3 separate regions of the Mus musculus genome follow, and all the other regions are linked to region 3. A link is a contact called in public Hi-C and HiChIP or PLAC-seq data. All regions are on one chromosome and are shown on one strand. The core of a region is the stretch at or near the end of the contact, and the rest is flanking DNA. Distances in the headings are between cores, read along the strand shown.

Evidence for each region. A called contact is a pair of places that touch in the nucleus more often than the background predicts. HiChIP or PLAC-seq counts read pairs in DNA pulled down with a chosen protein or histone mark.
Region 1: a contact with region 3 is called in an H3K27ac HiChIP or PLAC-seq map of T-cell acute lymphoblastic leukemia, with 2.4 times the contacts expected there. The contact joins two enhancer-like sites. A contact is called at or near these places in 1 of 484 Hi-C or Micro-C datasets (nephron progenitors) and 1 of 115 datasets of contacts at active chromatin or transcription factors (T-cell acute lymphoblastic leukemia).
Region 2: a Hi-C map of the P5424 cell line shows a contact between it and region 3, with 2.7 times the contacts expected there. The contact joins two enhancer-like sites. A contact is called at or near these places in 1 of 15 datasets of contacts at CTCF or cohesin (pro-B cells), 3 of 484 Hi-C or Micro-C datasets (the P5424 cell line, group 2 innate lymphoid cells and pre-hematopoietic stem cells) and 5 of 115 datasets of contacts at active chromatin or transcription factors (CD8 T cells, DN3 thymocytes, effector CD8 T cells and 2 more).

Annotation. Positions count from the first base shown.
Region 1 is chr1:43,497,732-43,502,484 of GRCm38.p6, forward strand. All of the region lies in intron 1 of Nck2 (non-catalytic region of tyrosine kinase adaptor protein 2), which reads left to right. Among named protein-coding and RNA genes, the nearest start is that of Nck2, 54 kb to the left of the region's middle. Within about 2 kb of position 2,545, at least 60 of the 459 cell types and tissues checked have an H3K27ac peak or open chromatin away from gene starts, as enhancers often do. A contact at or near this core is called in T-cell acute lymphoblastic leukemia, where this site is marked.
Region 2 is chr1:43,538,899-43,543,606 of GRCm38.p6, forward strand. The region is part of intron 3 of Nck2 (non-catalytic region of tyrosine kinase adaptor protein 2); the gene reads left to right. Among named protein-coding and RNA genes, the nearest start is that of Nck2, 96 kb to the left of the region's middle. Within about 2 kb of position 2,458, at least 67 of the 459 cell types and tissues checked have an H3K27ac peak or open chromatin away from gene starts, as enhancers often do. A contact at or near this core is called in the P5424 cell line, where this site is marked.
Region 3 is chr1:43,136,403-43,141,271 of GRCm38.p6, forward strand. The region is part of intron 3 of Fhl2 (four and a half LIM domains 2); the gene reads right to left. Among named protein-coding and RNA genes, the nearest start is that of Fhl2, 25 kb to the right of the region's middle. Within about 2 kb of position 3,394, at least 32 of the 459 cell types and tissues checked have an H3K27ac peak or open chromatin away from gene starts, as enhancers often do. A contact at or near this core is called in the P5424 cell line and T-cell acute lymphoblastic leukemia, where this site is marked.

The sequences.
Region 1 (4,753 bases), core at 1,295-3,794, 360 kb after region 3:
GGGCTATTGCTACAATAGGGGATGTTTTTATAGTGCTGAGTGGCAGAGCTAATGTCACAGTCCTGGTTAAGGATGGGCCCACCAGCCCATTGTGATAGTGGTACAGGGACAAAGATGGTCCCCTGGACTTTCTAAGGGGAAGGAGACAATTGGAAGGCTTCTTCAGTCCTTTTTGATGGACCATGTGAGGGAAGCCAGGCAGCCATGCTTTCTTTGTTCGGCTTCTGGCGAGGCCTTTAGGAGAGGGATGCCTTAGCGTGGAAGCTAGAAGTCCTTGGATTTGTGAGACTGCAAGACAGACTGCTTCATTGTGATTCCCTGCAGTGATGCCCAATCTTTCCCAACTACAAACAAATGAGACAAAGTGTCCTCATGTCAGCCTCCTGTAGATGAGACAAAGTGTCCACATGTCGGCCTCCTGTCTGCCTTTGTTTTTCTGCAGAAACAGCATGCTCTTTCAACAAGAAGAAACCGCTTGTGAATCTGCTACTCAGAAATTTGGTGGTTTGGTGTGAACTCTGCTAATTAATTTGTCATTAATAAGTGTTTCTCGAGTTTCCTAAGAGGGTGGAACTTGCAGGTTTAAGCAGTGTAACCATCTGAGCCGGGCTATGAGGACAACTGTTTTGATCGGATTCAGTCTATTTCCTAGAACACAATGATAACAAACTCATTTACAGGCGCTCTGTCTTTTTCAGAGCCAGTATTAGTCATTTGGCCTCCAGGAGAACTATGAGCACAGATGTCCTTAGGGCTCCAAAAGGAGTTCGAAGGGTTTATTCTCTTCCACCTACTGTTGATATTTTGCTGAAAAACATTTTATTTGAAAGAATAGCATATTAATGTAAGCTACACTTTGAACTTGCTGCTCCTGGCATCAGAGTCCAAGTTCATTATTTATTACATGCAGCTCTCTGATTTCTTTTTATAGAGACTTTTGTACACCAAAGGTTTTTTTATAAATGAATAAGAGTACCGAATTGTATACTTCTTATTTTTTTAAAGACAGGGTCTGACTATGTAGTCCTGGTTGTCCTGAATTTGATACATAGGTCCAGGCTGGTCTTGAATTCAAAGATCTGCCTGCTTCTGTCTCTTGAGTACCAAGATGAAAGGGATATACCACTATGCCCTGCTCTTTTTTTCAAATGACATTTTTTAATGCTATGTGAAGTACACTTCAAGTCAATAAATGTAACTTCAAAATTTGAAGACCAATTTAGTAGACTAAATAAAAGTCTTATTTCGAGGCTCCCAAGAGATCTGTCCATTTTAGATTTAAAAATGTTTTCATGTATTGCCTAGCTAGGAAGCCTGGGGTGAGCCCATTGATGTTATAGTAATTAAATGCTCGTGGATTAATGAATCTGGATGAGAATAAGATGGCAACACACTGTGATGTTGCTCAAGTGAAGAGTGAAGCGCTAACCTGCCTGGGGGGAAATCTCCTGTTTAGAAACCAGGACACTTTTATGGTGGGTAATGTCCCAGCATACCAGTGCTGTCACCTGTTAACAGGCGGTCAGCTACTTCTGTTCCAATCTATCTCAGCCTGTGACTGCCCCTGGCCTGTCTGCTCTGCTATTATGCCACAAATGAGTCTGGTCTCTCCAGCCTGGGCACCATAGCATTCTTATGCCTGAAGTATTTTTTCTCTTTATTTTTTTACGTTTTTGTTTTGAAAAAGTTTAAATGTAAAAAAACATTGCTGGAATACTTGAGAGCATTGTTAACTGCTCCCTTCCTGCGTTGTCAAATATCAGCACTTCCCCTAACCGAGCTCTTCTGGAGGGGGTACAGATCCTGATCATTGTACCTCACCTGTCAGTTTGACAGGTGGGAGGTGATATCTCTTTTCATTCATGTATTCTTTGAAAGTTTGTTCATGCATATAATACATTCTGGTTCAATTCACCACTCCACCCTTTTGTATCCCCTGCGTACCGAGCCCCCATTTTCTCACCAAGTCTTACTGTTATCTCAGTTTTGGGGCTTAGTTTTTTGTTTGTCTTGTTTTGTTGTTTTTGAAACAGGGTCCCGTTATGCAGCCCTGGCCCTGAACTTGCTAAATAAACCAGGTTGGCTTTGAATTCAGAGTTCTGCACACCTCTGTTACCCAAGTGCTCAGATTAAAGGCGTATACTACCACCAGATTTTTTTTCTTTGTTTTGTGACTCACTAAAGCATAGGTAACAATGACAGCCCCCATCCCTGACATCCCAAATCATAAATTACCAATCCCTCTCCTTGGGAAGTGGTTGGGGCTCCCATGAATCCCTCCGTTATCTGTGATTGAATGTTAGTAGAGCCAGTCTTGTGCAGGCCTGTATTCTTGTGGATATAGGAGCCATGTCACGCCCACCAGTGTTTGATGGAGCTCTTTTTCCTGTGTCCTCCTCTGTTACACTCTGGCAGGAGGAGTAAGTATGGTGGCCCTCTGTGTAATCTGTCCCCTTTCGTCTCCGGGTTTACACTGGGGCCGTGAACACAGTTAAAGGGAACACACTCTGAAGGCAGCAGGCAGGCACCAGATTCTCACTTAGCCACCTGTTTCCGTTAGCCCTGTTGTGCAATTATCTAAGTTCTGTCCTGTGAATGGGTGGAATGAGGTGTCACATGGCTGTTAGGAGTGAAAGTAGTGATGTATGTCCATGACACCATGGGCATGTTTCTCCTATTTAGCCTGTGAACCCTGAGGCACATAGTTCCCAAGATTTAACTTGAGTGCCAAACGGCAAGGAGAACATCTGCTTTGTCTTCAGCAGATATGTTCTAAGAAACCCAGCCCACATCCTAAACTGACTGTTGTAATCATAAAAAGAGAAAAAGATATTAAGATATGTTCTGCTGGGGTGTGGGGGAAGAGGGTGCCTCAGCAGGCCCATGCCAAGGCACCCCTTCCCCCTGAGAGATCAGTCACATATAGTATAGTATAGAACAGAGTTTATTTAGGGCACAGGGAGTTAAGAGGGTAGCAGAGGCAGAGAAAGGCAGAGAGGAGAGAGTAGACAGTTAGAGGCTGGAAGGGAAGACAGGGGAAGCAAGGGGGGGAAGAGGCAAGAGAGAGAGGAGGGGCCAAGCAGCCCTTTTTATAGGGCCAGGTCTACCTGGCTGTTGCCAGGTAACTGGGGAGGAGCATACCTGGCTGTTGCCAGGTAACTGTGTGGGTGGAGTCCAGACAGAATACCAACACTGGCTAGTACCAAACATTGTTATACTGTGTTTTTTTTTTCTGCATGTATGCATCATACAGTAAGACTTAACTTACAAATTATGCACAGTAAGAGATTAATAGCAGTAGCTAATAAGATAGAACCTTTGTAACCTCATTCTATAATAAAATTGATCTCTCTTGAGTCAAGACAGTATGTTTACACTGTGGTTAATTGGAAGTGACTGAAACTACAGAAGTGAATTCTTGGATAATGGGCACTAGTGCACTTAGAGTTATGTATGAGAGACCCTGAGAGACCCCAGTACCACAAACCAGGACATATATGTATGTGATTAGCATGCAGAAGGTTGAAACTCAGCTCAGGTGTGAGAGGAAGTTCTGTCTGCCTTTGATCTGTGCTACTTGAAGTGGTAGAGCCATTTAGAATAGAACCTTTGAGTGTTAGAACCTTCTAAAGGAAGCCAGTTAAGTTATTGGGGCATACCCTTGAAGAGGACATGGGGACACAAGCTCCAAGCTCTTGCATTTTGTTTTTAGTTTTCTGATTCCATGGGGTGAGCAGCCTTGTTTCACTTCTGTTCTCATTGTGGTGTTCTGTCTTGTCTTCGCTAGTTTTATGTCAACTTAACACAAACTAGAATTGTGAAAAGAGGAAACCTTAATTGAGAAAATGCCTCCATAAGATTCTGTTGTAGAACATTTTCTTAATTAGTGATTGATGGGAAAGGCTCAACCCATTGTGGGCGGTGCCATCTCTGGGCTGGTGGTCCTGGTTTCTATAGGAAAACAGGCTGAGCAAGCCAGTGAGCAGCTCTCTGGCATGGCTTCTGCGTCACCTCTTGGCTCTAGGTTTGGGCCTTGGTGGAGTTCCCATCTGACTTCCTTCAGTGACTACAGTGTAGACGTGTAAGCCCAATAAACCCTTTCCTCTCCAACTAGCTTTTGGTCATGGTGTTTCCGCATAGCAGTTGTAGCCGTAACTATGACAAGTTATGTATCATGCAGAAGCAACTGACCAAGGCCTGAGCTCTGAAGATGAACCAGAATAAACCTTTGCTTCTTTGAAGTTTCTTTTCTCAGATATTTTAACACAGTAACAGAAAGCAGACTACACCATCTGCTGCTGCAGGAGTGTGCTAAATCATCTGGAGTTTTGTTGGCTATGGGTAGGAGTGATCTTCAAAGCAGAGCATGGAGAAGGAATAGAAATTCAAGGGGGAGAGGGTTGTGTTCGTAGGAGAGCCCTTGAACTTTGGCTGTGAAATGAGTGAGTTCCCTGTTCTTTGGGGGCAGGGTGGCGTCCCTGTGGTGTTGTCTGAGGGACGTTGGAGAAGAGTGCCTGGAGAGTAGAGCTTTGTAAATGTTCTCTTTTTCTCAGTGGGGGGAAAAAAGACAGAGTCAGAAAAGAGACAGCGGAGCATTTTCTAACAGAGTTCAACCTGGTGAATTATTGACCCTCTGTGTTTTCTGACACTCGTGCACTGGTTTGATCTCACAGTAGAGTCGACTAGCGTTGGGTCCTGGGCTGGCAGGTGTTTTCTCAACTTGACACAAACTAGGGTCATTTGGGAAGAAAGG
Region 2 (4,708 bases), core at 1,208-3,707, 400 kb after region 3:
TTCAAGTCTCACCGCACTCTACCCTTGCCAAATCAGCTTACCGCACATACATATTTCCTGTCAACAGTAAAGATGCCAGAATTCTGCCTAGAAAGGATTTGGGAGCTTCATAAAGCAGGAAGGGGCTCTTGAGCCAGTGGGCATGCTAATATGCTTTTTTGACTTAACATTGAAAGACATAGGTTGTTAAGCAAAATGTGTGTAGTCAGTTGGAAACAGAAAGGTAACACTACTCCTGCCCTAAGAGTGACCCTGTGTCCTCCCTAAGAACACCATATAGGAGAGCCAGAGTATACTTCAGCTCTGTCGGGTTTTGCCTACGTAGAGTTGACCATCTGGATTGATTGGCAAGCCTCTCTGTGCAGTAGATTGGAAGCTGTCTCTAAGTCAGCATTTATGGAATGTTGGAGAACAGTTTAGAAACAAAAATTTCTCATTCTACACATGAAAAACTAGGGCCTAATTAACCACAAATTGAGTGAGGTCCCAGGTTAGGTGATAATAATGAATAACTGTAAATTTCTCCAGTTTGATGAACACCCTTGTTTGTAGTACTGGGGTAATGGAATATGGTCTCAGCAGCTTTGTCTACAATGGCCCTTGGAAACAGGGTTCCTGTCACTTCCTGGGTATTCTTTAGAGACCTCCCTGGGCTAAAGAAAGGCATCTCATAGTCAAGAGGATGCAGTGACATGAACCCCCAGCTCTGTAAGAACATTTGCAGCAGCGTAGTGACTTCAGTTTAGAATTGACCTTTGAGAGACCAGACAATATCATGAGTATGTACTGTGAGTGAATTTAAGACCTGGGAAAACTGCAGGTGCCTGTGCATTCTTCTGACTTCTCACCAAAATGACGTCCTGCTTGATTTGCAATTTCCTGAAGTCAACCTCTCTAGGGTGAGAACAAGGAATGCCTGCTGCTTGCTTGCTGCATCTACCCAGTCTGGTTTTTAGTTCTCTCTCTCTCTCCCTCCCTCCCTCTCCCCCCTGCACTCCCCACCTCTCACTCTCATTATTACAAATGTGAGGGTGTGTCCGTGGTAGTCTTCCTGCTTCTAGCTCTCAGCTCCCATGGTTGTGAGGAGACTTATCAAGTTCTCATTTAGGCATCAGAACAATAACTGCTATTGTGGTTGTAAACATTCCCCCATGACTCCGAGCATGGTGGTAACTGAGTCTGGGAGAACCTGGGAGATGAATTCAGCAGCCTGGCTCTCATGGAAGTCAAGTGTGAGTGTGATGACTGTTGGGCATCCCTTCTAAGCCACTGTATTTCCTGCAAGTGACTTTGTGAAACAAAAACCTGGGGGGGGGAGGAGTAAAAGCAGTTTATAGTAAGGATGGCAGTGTAAACTGGATGCTTTCAGTAAGGATGACGTGATGAGATATGGTCAGATCAGACAGGGTGCCTGCTCAGATGTTACTTCATTCAGCTGTTTGAGGCTCACCTAATTGGAGTAAATGGTGGTTGTCTTCATCTAAGCCATAGCATTGTCTTTGCCTGGTCTAATGGATATTAGGACTGAATTGGGCAGCTTGGCAACCATCTCTGTTGAGTAGAAGGGAGATTCTAGAGCAGTGGTTTTCAACCTTTCTAATACTGCAACCCTCTAATAAAGTTTCTTCCGTTGTGGTGACCCCCAACTATTTCTCTACTGCTAAGTAGTGTAAATAGCTGATATGGGGATATCTGATACGGGACCCCTGTGAAAGGGTCGTTTAATCTCCAGAGGGGTCGTGATCCACAGGCTGAGACCCGCTTTTCTCAAGTCAAGTCTTAGAATACCAAGCACTTGCCACACAAATTTGAAGACCAGAATGGGTATCCTTAGTTAGTGCCCGCATAAAACAGCATATGGGCATGAGAGCCCACTTGTAATCCCAGCACCAAGGAGATAGAGATAAGGAACCCTTGGGGCAAGCTGGCCAGCTAGACTAGTCGAATTGATGAACTGTGGGTTTCGTGAGAGACCCTGGCACTAAGTATAGTGGAGAGTAATCAAGGAAAGCAGCGTCTTACTTCCACACATGTGCAAAAGAAATTTTACAAAAAAAATAAAATAAAATTAGAAGGGAATACCTCTGGCACGGGTTAAGTCTTGGGGTGGAGTTTTAGTACAAATGAGAGTCTGGCCATAGGGAACCTGAATAACAGCAGGGCTTGGGGTCTAGACATATGGGAGGACAAATAAGCCAAGGACTGGACTGAGTCAGACCAGGCACTGGCCTCTGTACAGTGCAGCCTGTACAGAGCCCCATGAAAGAAGGTTTAGAGGAGTCCCACTTTGCTGATAGAGGTTACGTTTATATGGATGGTAGATATCCTGACCCTAGTCTTCAGGCTAGGACAACAGAGGACGGTGTCTGTTTTTAGAGGCTGGAAACAGGGCCTCAACATGACCCATGCATGACTTTCCAAGCCCTGAGCTCAGTAGTGAGAATGGAGAAGCTCATTTACAGTGAAATTTACAGTGGTGCTTTCCAGACCTTGCGGCTCAACGTGGAACACAGAAGCATCAGTCATTGATTACTTGGGGATTCTGAACCCAAAAGACCAGCAGAAGGACAAAGAGAAATGGAGAGACAGGAAAAAATAAAAATAAAAGTAAATAAATAAAAGTGGCCTGGAGAGGAGACCTGTATGAGTTGAGTAGAGAGGGAGTGGGTGTGTTTGGTGGAAATGACAGGTGGGGACACTCCTGCATGACTGTTAAGTATAGAGAGCTCACGGCTTACATTTTTGTTGCTGCCAGAGTAAAGTACCTCAGACTGGTTCCTTTGTAAGGAAAAGAAAATGTATTAGCTGGAACGTGGTGACACATACCTGCAATCCTGGCAGGAAGATCAGAAGAAGTTCGAGGTCTGCCTTGGAACCATAGCCGAGTTTGAAGCCAGTTTGAGCTGCATGAGGCTCTGTTTCAAAATAGAGGAGGGGAAATGGCCTACCTGGTCAGAACACTTGCATTAAGACCTGAGTTTGACTCCCCAAGCCTGTGGAAAATGTCAAGTGTGTTTGGATGTATATGTGCGCCCCTAACACTGGTGGGGTGGGAGTGGGGTAGGGTGGAGCCGGAGCTTGTTGGCCACTAACCCAGCTCCAGGTTAAGTGAGAGGTCCTGTCTGAAGAGAGCAAGGCAGAACATGGTAGAGCAAGATGCCCGCTGCCCTCCTCTGACCTCCTCATGTATACTGGTGCTTATTCCCAGAGTCTGCTGTTATACATAGGTCTGGAGGCTAAGCCATGGAACATAGTTGCTTTGTTTCTGTGAATTTCGGGTTTTAGAGCCATTTAAATCATTTTTATTTGGTGACTACAGCAGAGACCTGATATTTCTGAGGTGCATAGTAAGTACCTCAAGCCAGCCTTTCCATCATTTTCTTTTTTTGATGGCTAACCTTCAGTATCCAGTCCTCTTCAGGGTTTGCTTTTGTCTTTTCTGGATGTGGCTTTGGCCTGCTGAACGCAGAACTCCTGAGCTTTGTGAGTGCTTAAGGGGCAGCTGCTCCTCCTATCTTTGATTGCAGCTAACTGAATAGTTAACACCAATAGACTAATGCCAGGGAGGGGTAACAAAATACCACATCCTGTTAGTTAAAAGCTGTCACGGCTTCACTCCCTGGCAGAAAGGGGCTAGAGAACTTTACAATAGCATGCAGGAGCTGATACACAGGTGTGGACTCCTTCTACAGTTGGGCATTGTGCTGTCGGTCGCTCTGAAGCCCAGCAGAAAGCTCCCACAGCAGAAAACCCAGGTCCCCACCTGACCTCATGTGGCTTTTCAGAGAATGATCAGCAAGGGCTTCACTTATTTAATCTTTGCCTCACCCATAAAAGAGAAGTGAGTACCTCATTTTTCAGAAGAATATTGAGTCTTGGAAGTTACTGTTGTGCTGAAGAACACACACACAGTAAGTCATGAGGTTGAAATTCAAACCCACTGAAGCCTGCCTGCACTCTCTGCCGTTCTCCAGTCTCTTAGGGGACCCCAGGGAGAAAGGAGTGAGCTGTCTAGTTGATTCCTGTGGACTGTTCATATTGGTGACTTGGTTGCTCCCTGGCTGTTGTTTCGATTTACCCTTTGTATGCATTTCAGTTAAGTTGCTTGGATGGCTCCTTGCTGCTCTCAATGGAGTTGGTGCAAAGCACATGGGCTGTCTCTGCAGGGTGCCTGATATTCGCCAGGGCATTTAAGTTTTCTGACAGGCCCTTTACTTCTTGGTTCTTTGGAGTGCTTGAGGTTTTTATCCTGTTAAGGGAGATATTGATTTGTGGCAGTGCATTTGCTGTAGAAGTCCTGGGCTTTTCTGTACTGACTGAAGTCTGCTTGCCATCTTGCCTTAGAACATGATTCCTAGCCAAGTCACTCTGTGGAACTACTTCATTAAAGATCAGGACACAGCCCAACACACCCCTGGAAAATTTTAACATTAAAGAAGCAGGACCTCAATTCTGTCTCAGATGTCCAGACTTCTCTAGAAGTCTGTCATGACTTCACCCACTCTGTGGTGTCATTACTATCTACCCTTGTGCACGTATGAGTTAAACGCAAAAGCATTCTTATTTAGAATCCATTACAACTCTGTCTCCCCAGATTGTTCACAGTAGAAACAGGCTGCCACATGGATTGCTGCTGGAATACTATGGAAACTTCTATACTGTTGTGCTGCCAGACACTCAGAATAATTCATATAATTCATATTTGTTT
Region 3 (4,869 bases), core at 2,144-4,643:
ACTTCAGAGGTGAATGAACAAAGCCAAAAAAAGGGAGAACAGAAGCAGCAGTAGGTAGACCCTGGGGCTGGGCTACAGCAGTATGAATGGTTGGCTACAACTCTGGAGCTAACTAAGCTACTATGTAGCTGCGTGGCTGGGCTGCAGCTGTGTAGCTAGGCTGCAGCTGTGTGGCTGGGCTGCAGCTGTGTGGCTGGGCTGCAGCTGTGTGGCTGGGCTGCAGCTGTGTGGCTGGCTGCAGCTGTGTGGCTGGCTGCAGCTGTGTAGCTGGGCTGCAGCTGTGTGACTGGCAGCAGCTGTGTGGCTGGCTGCAGCTGTGTAGCTGGGCTGCAGCTGTGTGGCTGGCTGCAGCTGTGTGGCTGGGCTGCAGCTGTGTGGCTGGGCTGCAGCTGTGTGACTGGCAGCAGCTGTGTGGCTGAGCTGCAGCTGTGTGGCTGGCTGCGGCTATGAGGCTGGCTGCAGCTGTGTGGCTGGCTGCAGCTGTGTGGCTGGCTGCAGCTGTGTGGTTGGGCTGCAGCTGTGCAGCTGGCTGCAGCTGTGTAGCTAGGCTGCAGCTGTGTGGCTGGGCTGCAGTCATGGTAAGGGTCTTAGAGAGATTCTACTCACTAGAAGAACTGCAAATTGACTTCCCAGGGCTGTTGTTTAGAAGACTGCCAAAGAATTAATTTGCTTTCCTTTTGGAGACGGAGTCTTGTGCTGGTTTTGTCTGTTTGTTTGTCTGCTTTAGTCAACTTGATATGAGGTAGAATCACTTGGGGAGACAGAGACTCCATTTCGAAAATGCCATCAGACTGACTTGTAGGCAAGCCTTTTGGTTGATGATCAATATGGGAGGGTCCAGTCTTTGGTGGGCAATGCTCCAATGCCTCCTGCCATACCCCACTTGGGTCCTAAGTTTCTAATTAACGTGGCTTAAAGTTCCAGCATCACCAATCGCCATGCAGCTATGTCTTCGCCACCCCTCCCCAGCTGTGCTTCAGACAGGGTGCTTCTGTTCCCGTCACAGTGTGTCATTTAAAAGTCGTATTAACCAGAAAAATGTTGTAGCAATAAGAATCTATCTTACTGAAGGTCTAATTATCTCCTTTGGAAAAGTATTACTTCTCACCCCATATATCTTCCCCAAATACTTCCCATATGTCAGTCTGTCACCCAGAACTCTGCAGTCCCTCCTCTTTGCCAAAAGCAATGCAAGCCAGAAATAAAACAGAAAGTTAGTCACTCTCCCACAGAAGGATGGGAGCTTGAGTGTGTGGATGGAGCTCAGCAGCAGGGTGTTCACTGGCGTGTAGGAGGCCATGAACATCCACAGCACCACAAGTCAGAATCTGACTTAAAACTGTCTCCTAAGCATCGTGTTCTTCACACATCGATGGGGCCCTGCTACATAGGACGACACAGGGTTATGGTGGCCCTGGATCTTAGAGTTAGTATTCGATCCATTGAAACTACAAACTCAAAAACCCTTGACAACTCTAACTCTCTCTCTCTCTCTCTCTCTCTCTCTCTCTCTCTCTCTCTCTCTCTCGTGTGTGTGTGTACACATGCATGTGCATGTGCACACGTGTGCTCATGTGTTTGTGTGAGAGTGTGTGTGTAGGCCATGCATATGTGTAGAGCCCAGAGGCCAACTTCAGGTTTCATCCCTCAGGAATTGCATCATCTTTTTTCTCTCACTAGGACTTTAGGCTCAATCATCTGTCAAGGTTGGCTGTGATCTTCCAGATTCTGTATCACGCATCTTCATCTGTACACGAAGACACATTCACTGGCAGATGTTATAGTCAGCACTGAAGAGCCCATGTTCCTCACACAGCAGACACTTAGAAACACCCAGGGAGAACGGGTACCCTCTCCACCTCCAGCCCGTTCTTCTTTCAGGACGTAACTGCTTCTGGGACTTGTATTTTTTCTTCCCCTTGGTAAAAATGGTTATTGTATCTGAGTTGGGGCAGAAACAAACAGAAACAAAGGGTGACAGCCTCTTTCCAACAAAATCGCCATGAAGCACTCACGTGGCCCTGCCGCATGGGGGCGCACTACACATCTGTGGAAAGGAATTACTGTGGCTGCGACTGGAGCCTGATATACACTTGATTCCAATGGCCAATCAATGCTCCTCGTTTCTGTGAGCTGTGCCTTTGAGGGTGGTCACAGAACAACGTGGGACTCCCTGTGTGAGGAAGACTGCTAGCCACAGGACCACATGTGGCTAAAGCATCAATGAGTCAGTGCAGAGGGAGAGGAGGGGCATCGGTCAACATCCGCTTTGTCAGATGAGTGTGAACTCTGCAGTCGCACTTCTTTAAAGCCCTTTCTAACCTCCCATTTGTTCTGACAGGGGGATTTCACGGTTTACACACCCCTGTGAGGTGCTGAGAAACGGGCGTTTTCTGACTGAGCCATTTTCCAGCCCTAACTTCTATAGCTTTTACATGTAAAGAAATGATGGTGATGGTGATGGTGATGGTGATGATGATAAGTGATACCTCTAGTTCCTACTACTTGGAAGACTGAAGTGGTGGGATCAATTGAGCTTTCTTACTGCCCCTCCCCCATCTTGTAACTGGCTGGCCTAGAACTCAGAGATCTGCTCTGTCTCCAGCTATAGAGTGCTGAGATTAAAGGTGTGTCCCATCGCACCTGAGACCGAATAGGATTCTTAAAGAAAAATAATCCTTTTAAATGGCGTTATGTTGCTCGCATTTATCAGTGGAGTGAACTGAATTTTGTCTAGACTTCTCTTTAAAGTTTAACATATTTGATAGCTTTACTTAAAAGTTCTTTGATTAACAAACTTCAAATTCTTAAGTAGTTCCAAAACTGAGTTAAAATTATAGGTATTGTGATAATTAAATATTATTAGTGCTAAAATAGCTAATACATTAAGAAATTTCAACTAAACCGCAAGCATGGATCATTCTCTCAACATATACTTTACAACTCAGAATCTCAAGGTTAACTCATGTTTTTAAAATCTCATACACACTTTAGTAGTTACTTAATATTTCTGTGGTCCCGAGGTATGCAAACTACTGATACAGCAATTGTTATTGTGATCTACAAACATGTTACATGACATTTATGGCTGTCCTGGGACATACAAATCCTGTGGGCCACAGAGTGGATACACCTGGTGATTCTAAAGTTTCTTAATATGTCTGCTTCCCCTTGATTCTAAACCTCCCTCTGATTAAAGGATTTCAAAGAGGCTGTCTTGACACTTTAAACTATTTAGTTATCTTGCATAGAAATCTGGTTGTGCCATCCAGGCTGGCCTGGAATGCACTGTCTTCCTGCCTCAGCTTCCCAACTTCCGGGGTTCAGGACTGCATTAACATACAAATTGCCTTGTAAGCTATTTGAGTTCACGGCCTATACCCAGTTTGTCCACTAGAGGGCGCCTGATGACCTTGCTTGGACCACTGTCTGCACAGGCTCCATCAGCCTCCTCCACATGAGTGGTTCAGAGCCCATATTGCCCAAAGTTACATTTCCCCAAACTCCATCTACTCACACTTTCCTCTGTCCTCAATCAGCTTGCTGGACCCCTGCATCTAAGTGATCTGCTTACCGCTGCTTCCAACCTGCCTGGTCCTATTTGCACGCCCATGGCTGGATACTCTCTGTGGGCTTTGTGTACTTATCCGGGAGCTACACAAAGCCATCATGTCAAGCAGTAGGTACATGTGTGAGTATGACACACTGAAAGCTACCTGGCTCTGAACCTACCACCTGTGCTAGTACCGTGTTCTAAATCATACCACCCTCTAAACTGCTAGGCATCAGAATCCTAGGTCAGGTTCTCTGAGATGTTCTAACGTCCATTTTTACATCATGTGTATGATAAGACTTGCTTCTCAAATCCCATATTTACATATGTGTATTTGTGTGCATTTTTTCAGTGATGGTAATCAAACCCACACAGTGGGCATGGAGCTACAGCAGTCCTCCCTATACTTTTATTAACTCACTTGACTGGCCTCTAAGTCACAGAGATCTGCCTGCCTCTATGTCTGGCATACTGAGACTAAAGGTGTACCCCGCCATACCTGGTCTATCACTCACTTTTTTTGTTTTGTTTTGTTTTGGTTTGGTTTTTTGGTTTTTCGAGACAGGGTTTCTCTGTATAGTTCTGGCTGTCCTGGAACTCACTCTGTAGACCAGGCTGGCCTCAAACTCTGCCTCTCAAGTGCTGGGATTAAAGGCATGCACTACCACGCCCCGATATCACTCACTTTTTACAAATAAGAGATTCCTTTGTCCTATATAAAGTCAAGATGAGAGGAGAGACAGGGAGAGACAGAGAAACAGAGAGAGACATAGACAGACAGAGAGACACAGAGAGAGAGAGACAGAGAGAGACAGGGGGGGACTCATCTTCTTCAGGTAAAAAAAGAGACATAGTATCATTGCGTATAGTTCTTAACCCAGTTGTGGTTCTGTCCTTTTTTGATGTCTGTCTATCTAGGACATAACGTCATGAGGTCAGGCAGAGGGTGAAGCTAAGCAACATGCAACTCCTGGCCCATCCTGGCACACCAGAGCACAAATCATAGTTGTTGAAATAACCGAGTGTAAATTCAGCAAGCAGAGCAGATCAAGAAAGCACGTGTACTGGGAGAAGCGAGCGAGGCAGGGGAAGAGACGCATTTCCAGGGAATTGCTGGCATTCCTTTTCTGGCTAGTTCTCTCTAGCCACAAGCTGCTGTATATCTTTGGCCAACCAACCGCAGATCAAGAGTCCCCAAAGAAAATAATTATATCCACTAGAGAACGTATACAGACGTCTGTCATTACACCACACAGCATAACAGTGTTCATACACCACTTGCAGATTATTTTAAATATTTGTGGAAATGTTTTATA